2 separate regions of the Ovis aries genome follow, and region 1 is linked to region 2. A link is a contact called in public Hi-C data. All regions are on one chromosome and are shown on one strand. The core of a region is the stretch at or near the end of the contact, and the rest is flanking DNA. Distances in the headings are between cores, read along the strand shown.

What was found. A called contact is a pair of places that touch in the nucleus more often than the background predicts.
Region 1: a Hi-C map of liver shows a contact between it and region 2, with 6 times the contacts expected there. The contact joins two enhancer-like sites. A contact is called at or near these places in 5 of 16 Hi-C or Micro-C datasets (blood, hypothalamus, liver and 2 more).

What each region holds. Positions count from the first base shown.
Region 1 is chr15:41,762,358-41,766,747 of ARS-UI_Ramb_v3.0, reverse strand. It overlaps IRAG1 (inositol 1,4,5-triphosphate receptor associated 1), which reads right to left. Exons shown (of 19, transcript XM_060399908.1): 7 at 2,623-3,240; 8 at 709-787. The coding sequence starts at 3,045. Among named protein-coding and RNA genes, the nearest start is that of LYVE1, 55 kb to the left of the region's middle. Within about 2 kb of position 1,572, at least 13 of the 54 cell types and tissues checked have an H3K27ac peak or open chromatin away from gene starts, as enhancers often do. A contact at or near this core is called in liver, where this site is marked.
Region 2 is chr15:41,658,185-41,662,752 of ARS-UI_Ramb_v3.0, reverse strand. No RefSeq gene overlaps it. Among named protein-coding and RNA genes, the nearest start is that of CTR9, 16 kb to the right of the region's middle. Within about 2 kb of position 1,817, at least 20 of the 54 cell types and tissues checked have an H3K27ac peak or open chromatin away from gene starts, as enhancers often do. A contact at or near this core is called in liver, where this site is marked.

The sequences.
Region 1 (4,390 bases), core at 323-2,822, 100 kb before region 2:
CGCCACCTGGGAAACCCCTATGTCAGACTGGGGGCTTCCAACACGGTTGGTGGCACCATGGACATGAACACACAGCAATCCTCAAGCAGAAGGCTTCTGTGCTGAGAATGACTGAATGAGCCATCAGCCGTCCGGAGAGGTAAGTCAGGAGAGGGAGCTTGGGGTGGAGGGGAGGAAAGACCCCTCCCTCCCAAGTCTCCCTTTCTGAAGATAAGTCTGGCAAGAGGGTGGGTGGGGCCTTGCAGTCCCCAGGCAGGAGGGGCTGGGGTCTGGACTCTGTGGTGACTGCAGATTAGAAAGCAAGTGATGACTCTAATGTCTCAAAAAGAGGAACTGTTCTAGTTGGTGACATCCTGGGTGTGAGAGGAAAAGGAAAAGGAAGCATCAAAAGGTCAGGCCTGGGTCACGGTTCCAGACCCACTAGGTGCTAATGAGACTCAGGGAGGACTGGCAGGATCTGGAACAGGGGCTGGTTGGAAGGAGGCAAGTTTAGAGGTTCTTTGAGGGAGCAGGAAACACCATCTGATTCATTCATTCACCCATCTGCAAATATTTAGCAAGGGCCTGCTCGGCGTCCGGCCCACACTGGCCACCGGGGCGGACAAAGGCCCTGACAGGAAGTGCGGTGTTTACACGTTCAGCTTCTTTGATCCGGAGAAAATGAACCCAGCCCTAGCCTGAGGAGAGTGTCTCTTCAATCCCACCTACCTTTCTCCTGCTCGGCCGCTTCACTAAGTTCTGGAAGCTTGAGCCCCACTAAGTTCTGATTTCTCAGCAGGATGTGCTCCTTTTTAGGGAAAGACAGACAGCATTTCAGACGGTGACCTCAGGCTGGACCCCTCCCGCTCCATGCTCTGTGCCTGCTCGGTCTCACGGAGCAGACCCTGGGAACATGGGTAGTCAGGACACATGCGGGGCAGTAGGAAGACTGCTTCCCTCCCGGCCTGTGAAGGTGCTAGAAACCCCAGCTTCAGCTCCCCTTTCCCTGAGTCAGGAATTGTCCTTGGTGTGGCTGCCTTTTAAAATCGGCCTGTGAGCTTCAGGGCGAGAGAGCTGCCAGCCACACAGTGGCTGAAGGCTGGAGGACAAACAGAAGCAGAGCCCGGGGCTCTGGGGAAAGGAAGGTCCCCTGGGTGTATACGGAGCTGCCAAAGATGGAAACAATCTCTGTGATCTCATGGCTGTGCTCTGAGCTGGCTGGAGCCTCCTGCCTTGTTGTTCTTGGGCAGTGAGTGCCCACTTCTGGGACTTGTGTCCTCTCCTGCCCCCAGCTCCTCAGTGGCCTGTGATGGCACCTCTTGAGATGTTAAAACTCTCCAGACAAGTGAGGACTGCCGATTGCCACCCCAAGGCAGCAAGCCAGCAGCCCCTGCTGCTGGGGGCCTCACCAGAGGAGCTGGGGAGAGATGGGGCTGCTGACTCCAGGTATGTCACAGAAGGCCTCACACTTGTACCAAGTCCAAGACCAGCGCCCCGAAGAGGAATTACCAGACAGGGCTCCTTGGCCCTGGGACTTGTGCTTTCTAAGAGGGTTTTCAGTGTCCCTGTAGCAGAGGCCGCTTGGGCGGTTTGCCTCCTGGATGAAGGAGAGGAAGAGGCCAGCAGAGGGAGCTCTGGCCCAGATGGAAGCCACAGGCCAGCGCCCTTTACCTGTTTCTTTAGCCAGCCGCCCACAACCAAGCAACTCTCAGGACCCTGGCTTGGGGCAGTGGTGGGGGCTGGGGATGAGGTCAGAGGCAGGGCAGTGGTTAGTGAAATGAGGCTTCCAGATTCTTTCTACTTTGCTGCAGAGAGAAACATGCAGGGGTCTGGGGATGGCCTGTTGCCTGGGCCTGGCCTCTGACGCCCAGAAGCCCAAGAAGGCAAATGCCTGACCGTTTGGCTTCCTTGGTGTCACTCCACCCTGTGGAGTCCTGGCTGCCTTGGCCTGTGGTCTGGGTTGGCCCTCTGGGGAAGGAGGGCTCAGGAAAGGATTTCTTTTAGTAACCTCTTTTCTTCCTCACATCCAGGGCTCTCTCCCCCCATCTCTGGATACCCCCCAGTCATTCCCTGGTTAGGGCGGCAGCCTCATGACAGACAGTTGTGTCTGGTTTGATAGCCAGTGAAAGCTGGGGACATGATGGATATTGGAAGAAATTCACCAAGAGGGAGTAGCCCTTCCTGGCTGGGAATGTTGGATTTGAGGCCCTTTTTTTTAACAAGCACCAGGGAGGAAAGCTTGGGGGCATGACGGAAAGAAAAGCCATCCCATCTTTGTCTGTGACAGGGCGCTCCATCAAAGGCTCCTTGCTCATAAGGCATCAGCTCTGGCTGGAGCGGGGAAACACAGTCCAGCACTGAGGGGCCATGTGCCCTTCCATACACCCACTTTCCCCTCAAAATGTGGCTTTGTGTGGCAGCTACTTCCCAACTGACCTCACCCAAGTGAGCGGGTAAATGCCCTCAAAGATGCTATTTACGCCGAGTGCACAGCCCAGTGGGCCTGGCTTATCAGGGTGAGGACATCTAGGGCTCTACAAGGCCCACGTCTGGGCCAGAGCCACCCCAGCTCAGCCCAGTGGTCCTCAGCCCAGGGTGGGGACCTGCATGCACAGCCCACCCCAGGAGGCCCCAGAAACCCACCTCACGAAGCTTGGTCAGTTTCTGCATCCGCACAGGCTGCACTTGTATCTGAAAGTCTTTGAGTCCGGGCGCCTTGGCCAGCTTGCTGCCAGCTTTGCCTGTAAAACGCTTCTCTTCCTCAGCCAGCGGCAGCTTGGCCAGCACTTTCTGCAGCCGGGGGCCGGGTTCTTCGGGGCCGCTGTCCCAGGACACTCCCCGCAGCAGGGGTGGCCGGGACGTCGGGGGCCACAGCTCAGCTTTGGAGCCAACCTTGGACCCTGTGGGCTCTCCGACTGTACTCTTCCCCTGGGGGGCCTGGGGAGCCACCCCCCCAGGGCCCTGGGTTGGACCTCTGGGCAGAGGGTTGCCCTCCTTGGCTGTCTTTGCCAGTGGCTTTCCCAGCTCGCTCTCCACAGGGCCAGGCTGGGCGCTGTTAAGGGCCATCTTCCCACCACTGCCTGGGCCAGAAGCTGGGCCCTTGGGTATGGCCTCCGGGCACTGGAGGGGATCGAAGTTTTCCTTCTGTTCTATTGCAATTTCTCTGGACTTCTCAACTGTGGGAGAGCGGGGAGTCAGCCTGCCCTGAGACAGTTTCCTCTGGTCATTCTGCTTCCGGTCAGCTAGCCCTTTGAGGACGTTCTGAAAGAGACAAGGTAAATTTGGGACCCCGGAGGCAGGCTGGAGAGAAGAAGGGCGAGTTCGCTCTACCCCACAGACCCTGCTAAGGGGACTACATGTAGGGGGTGGGCTGGGTAGAAAGGGAGGACTGCAAAGTCACATCTGAGCCAGTAAAGAGAACCTACAAACAAGCCTGAGGTTTATAAAACAGACAGGACAAGGGACCTGCCTTTCAAAACCTGCCAAGAACTTCTCGAGGGTTATGAGCTGCAGAGGACAGTGGAACGGAGGGCAGCATGGGGGCAGTCACAAGTTCTGGCTTTGACTCAACTGCCCCAGATTCTAGCCCTGACTCTGCCTGGCAAGGCCCTTAACTGGCAAGGCCCTTAACTCTTAGGGCCTCAGATTTCCCATCAGGTTTGTAAAGAGAGAAAGCGGAGTTGCTCAGTCGTGTCTGACTCTTTATGACCCTATGGACCTTAGCCTACCAGGTTCCTCCATCCATGGGATCTTCCAGGCAATAGTACTGGAGTGGGTTGCCATTTCCTTCTCCAGGGGATCTTCCTGACCCAGGGATTGAACCTAGGTCTCACGCAGTGTAGACAGACGCTTTACCATCTGAGCCACCAGGGAAGTCCTAAATTGCCTGAAATTTTATGCAAATGTATATGTGCTGTTCATGGGCTGTATATATTTCTTCTGGGAAGAGAATCCGCAGCTTTCAACAATTTCTCAGAGTTCTATGAACCCAAAGAGGCTATAGATCATGAATGAGGTGATTCTTGCAAAGCTGATATTTTACTGTTCAGAAGTTCTCAGATTCTATATTCTTTCATTTCCCAGGGAAAGCTGCTTTGTGAGGCGCATGTGGGTCTGTGTGGGTATTTGTGTGGCTGTCCTGTGTGTGCGCTAACACTCTAATAGAGGACTCTATCCCAGACCCAGTTCTATTAATAGATGAGATTATATTCTCTTCTGCCCTTGACACCACCTTGAGCAGTTGACTCTGAGCAGGTGTGGGACTCTTCTTTTGCTCACCAGCCAAGATGAAATTTTCCAGGTGACCCCCAAAAAGAGCCCCAACTAGGGGCTGGAGCTTCCTTGCAATTTTCATGCAAGCTGACTGGAACAGCAGACTTGCCTGGCTTTTGCTGGGTCCAGCAGTCCCCCG
Region 2 (4,568 bases), core at 568-3,067:
TGAGAGTTGGACCATAAAGAAGGCTGAGCATCGAAGAATTGTTGCTTTTGAACTGCAGTGCTGGGGAAGACTCTTGAGAGTCCCTTGGACTGCAAGGAGATCAAACCAGTCAATCCTAAAGGAAATCAACCCTGTATATTCATTGGAAGGACTGACTGCTGAAGCCGAACCTCCAATACTTTGGCCACCTGATGGGAAGAGGCGACTCACTGGAAAAGATCCTGATGCTGGGAAAGACTGAAGGCGGGAGGAGAAGGGGACGACAGAGGATGAGATGGTTGGATGGCATCATCGACTCAATGGATGTGAGTTTGAGCAAACCCTGGGAAACAGCGAAGGACAGGGAAGCCTGGCGTGCTGCAGTCTGTGGGGTCACAAAGAGTCAGACACAACTGAGTGACTGAACAACAAATATGTCAATCATATTTCAATAAAACTGGAAAAATTTAAAGTGTATGTATGCTATGCGATTGTGTATATATGTGTGTATGCGAAATGTGTGTGTTGAGAAATCCAAGTGTCCAGGTTAAGTGAAACTCACTCAGTCCTTCAGTTGCTGTCAGTCTAACTCTTTGTGACCCTGACCCCATGGACTATAGCCCACCGGAGTCCTTGGGATTCTCCAGGCAAGAATACTGAAGTGGGTTGCCGTATCCTTCTCTGGGAGATCTTCCCCACCCAGGGACTGAACCCAGGTCCCCTGCATTGCAAGTGGACGCTACCATCTGAGTTGCCAGGCAGGTCCAGATTAAGTGCTGCTTCTGTTTGGGGCCTGTTACTCTGACCTCTGCTGCTACCATCTTGATGAGAGCTAAGGAGCACAATGCTGCCCGCCCCCCCTCCCCTGGCCAATTGTGTACAAAATCCTTTACCCCTAAGTACAGATGAGAGGTCGCAAATTTTGAAAACTATACTAACAAAAAGGAAAAACAGTCAATTCAGAGAGCATACTGCTACTGCTACTGCTAAGTCGCTTCAGTTGTGTCTGACTCTGTGCGACCCCATAGACGGCAGCCCACCAGGCTCCCCCACCTGGGATTCTCCAGGCAAGAACACTGGAGTGGGTTGCCATTGCCTTCTCCAATGCATGAAAGTGAAAAGTGAAAGTGAAGTCACTCAGTCCTATCCGACTCTTACGACCCCGTGGACTGCAGCCTACCAGGCTCTTCCATCCATTGGATTTTCCAGGCAAGAGTAATGGAGTGGGGTGCCATTGCCTTCTCCGTCAGAGAGCATAAGAATTATTCAAAGTTATTTCTGGCAATGTCCACTGAGGAGCCAATAATGACCTCCTGTTAACCCCAAAGCGCTGTCTGCCTTTGCTCCTTCCCAGCTCGTGCTGTGACTGAGACACGTCTCATTCCCTGCTTTGCCGAACAGTCTCCAGGAAACCTGTTCCCTTGCTGCTGCTGCTGCTGCTAAGTCACTTCAGACGTGTCCGACTCTGTGCGACCCAGGCCAAAATTTCCATCTGTGCTCACCATTTCACCTCAGGGCCCTTCCTCCTCCTCCCTCCTCCTTTCTCCTTCTCTCCCCTTTCCCCCATCCCTGCGCTGGGAGACCGCCCTTCGCAGCAGCAACTGGGCGACAGTGAATCAGCTTCATTATACTGTGATAAAAAGCAGCACAGTCTAAACACAGAAATATGGCCTCACGCTCTTCATCAGCGCACTTTAGGCTCCCATGAAGGACCGGCGACTTTCGTCACCTTTTTCCTAAGCTTCAGCCTGGGGTGGGGTCTAGCTGCCTAGTCTGCTGCCCAGCCACCCCCATCACCGCCCCGGGGCCAGGCCAATCCAGCAGAACCACAACCCTGTGCGGCCCTCTACTGCCCTCTGCTGGGACTTTGCTTACACAGCCCTGGAGTTCACTAGCAACCAGGGACCAACTCTATTAAAATATGAATCCTCTTCAGTCTGGCCGCTGGAATATAACTAACCAATATCTAACCCACCCATCGCTACTCAAATGCTTTATTAATTTTTAAAAACGTGTATGGGATTTAAAACTCTCACTCCACAGGGCCAGGATGCAAATCGAAAGGGCTTACTTATTCATTCATTCATGATTCAAAAATTGATTGCAGGCTACTTGCTAAAATCCATATTAGCCCTAAGGACACAAAAAGGACTAAGAGAGAAACTACCCTAAAAAGGAATAAATAAGATGCTGGGATAGAATATAATAAGGAGAAGCTACTTGCGTGAAGAGGAAACAACACTTCTTTGCAGCAACTTTTTTTCGACTCCTCCCAGTCTCCAGCAAGAGTGACAATGTCATATAGTGGGAAACTGGAGCATGTCACTTTTCTACTTCAAATCCATTAAGTGCACCCCTTTATACTGAGGACAAAACCAAGCTCTCCAACAAAATGTGGCCTATTATTCCAACCCCTTCATATCCTTCTCTTCTGTGTTTGCTGTGCTCACCACACTGGTCTTTTTTTTTTTTTTTTTAATAGCTTCTTCAAATAAGCCAAGCTGTTTTCTATCTCCCAACCTTTGGATATGTAGCTCTCTCTACCCTGAATGTTTCTGCCTTCATCTCCATGAAGCTGGCTACTTCTTATTCTTCAAATGTCAGCCTAAATGTCACCCACCAGCAAGACCTTCTCTGTTTAGCCTGTCCAAAACATGTCCACTTCTAGTTCTGTATGGTATCAAAATATATTTCAAACCTTCAATTAATAAAGCAGTTTGATATGAGAATAAATTAATGAAGCCAAAGAAAAGTAAGACATAGACTCTAATGCACAAGGGAATTTACTGTAAAGATGGAAAAGTGAGACTTCAAAATGCTGGGGAAAAGAGGCTAGCGAATAAAAATAAATAGTGATGGCACAACTTGTCTGTATACATTGAGATAAAAACAAAGCTGGGATCTTATTCCTTATATCCAATTCTGATATATCAAATATGAACTGTAAAAAATAACTCAGAAATTATCCTTAAAAGTATGTTGCTGCTGCTGCTGCTAAGTCGCTTCAGTCGTGTCCGACTCTGTGCGACCCCATAGACAGCAGCCCAACAGGCTCCCCCGTCCCTGGGATTCTCCAGGCAAGAACACTGGAGTGGGTTGCCATTTCTTTCTCCAATGCATGAAAGTGAAAAGTGAAAGTGAAGTTGCTCAGTCCTGTCCAACTTAGCGACCCCATGGACTGCAGCCCACCAGGCTCCTTCGTCCATGGGATTTTCCAGGCAAGAGTACTGGAGTGGGGAACTAAATGCTAATCTAAAACAGAGGCTTTTCTAAAAAGACTGTGAAATCTAGCAACTATATGGGGAAAAATTAGTCAAGTTCTCTAGATAGCAATGTAACTTTGGAATGAAAAAAAAAAAGGAAAATAATGACAGAAACTGAAATTCAAATGAAAGGCTGTTTCAAAACAGGGAAAACAAATTCAAAGAACTCTTTTTCTTAACTTAGATAGAACTGATATAAATGAATATTTTAAAAAACAGCTCAATAGAAAAGTGTGCAAAGGATACAAAAAGTTCATAGAAAATAGCAAATTCAAAAGACAATAAACGTTTGGAAAGATGCTCTAATTCACGCATGCTTAAACAAATGCAAGTCAAAATGGCAAGAAAACTTTTTTTTTCTTTCCTTATCAAACAGGTACAGGACTTTTCAGATGCTGGGAGGGATATGAAGAAACTAATACTCTGGCTTCCCAGGTGGCTCTAGTGTCTAGAATCTGCCTGCCAGTGCAGGAGATGCAAGAGCTGTGGGTCTGATCCCAGGGTCAGGAGGATCCCCTGGAGGAGGAATTCACTTTCATGCATTGGAGAAGGACATGGCAACCCACTCCAGTATTCTTGCCTGGAAGATCTCGTGGACGGAGGAGCCTGGTGGCTACAGTCCGTGGGGGCCACAGAGTTTGACACGGCTGAGCACACGCACACAACACTCTCATTCACTTTTAAGGAAAGGAGGGCGCAAATTGATACAGATTCTTACTGCAGGTAAGTTTGATAAATACCAAAATTTAAAAGGCACATATCCTTTCACATAGCAAAAAATTTAGATATGGTTATACCTACAATCGGAGAAGACAATGGCACCCCACTCCAGTACTCTTGCCTGGAAAATCCCATGGGTGGAGGACCCTGGTGGGCTGCAGTCCATGGGGTCGCGAAGAGTCAGACACGACTGAGCGACTTCACTTTCGCTTTTCACTTTCATGCACTGGAGAAGGCAATGGCAACCCACTCCAGTGTTCTTGCCTGGAGAATCCCAGAGACAGTGGGCCCCCGTCTATGGGGTCGCACAGAGTCGGACACGACTGAAGCGACTTAGCAGCAGCAGCAGCACCATACCTACAATAATTTGACCACATATGTACAAGAATCTTCCTGGCAGAATTTTTATAAAAGCAAAAACCAAAGTATGAATTAAAAGTGAATAAATTATCCATCATCTATGATTCCATACATATAGAGTTCCAAAGATGCCATGGAAAAACTACTAGAGCTCATCGATAAATTCTGTGAAGTTGCAAGGTAAAAAAATTAACATATAGATATCTATTGCATTTCTATACACTTACAACAAGCTATCAGAAAGAG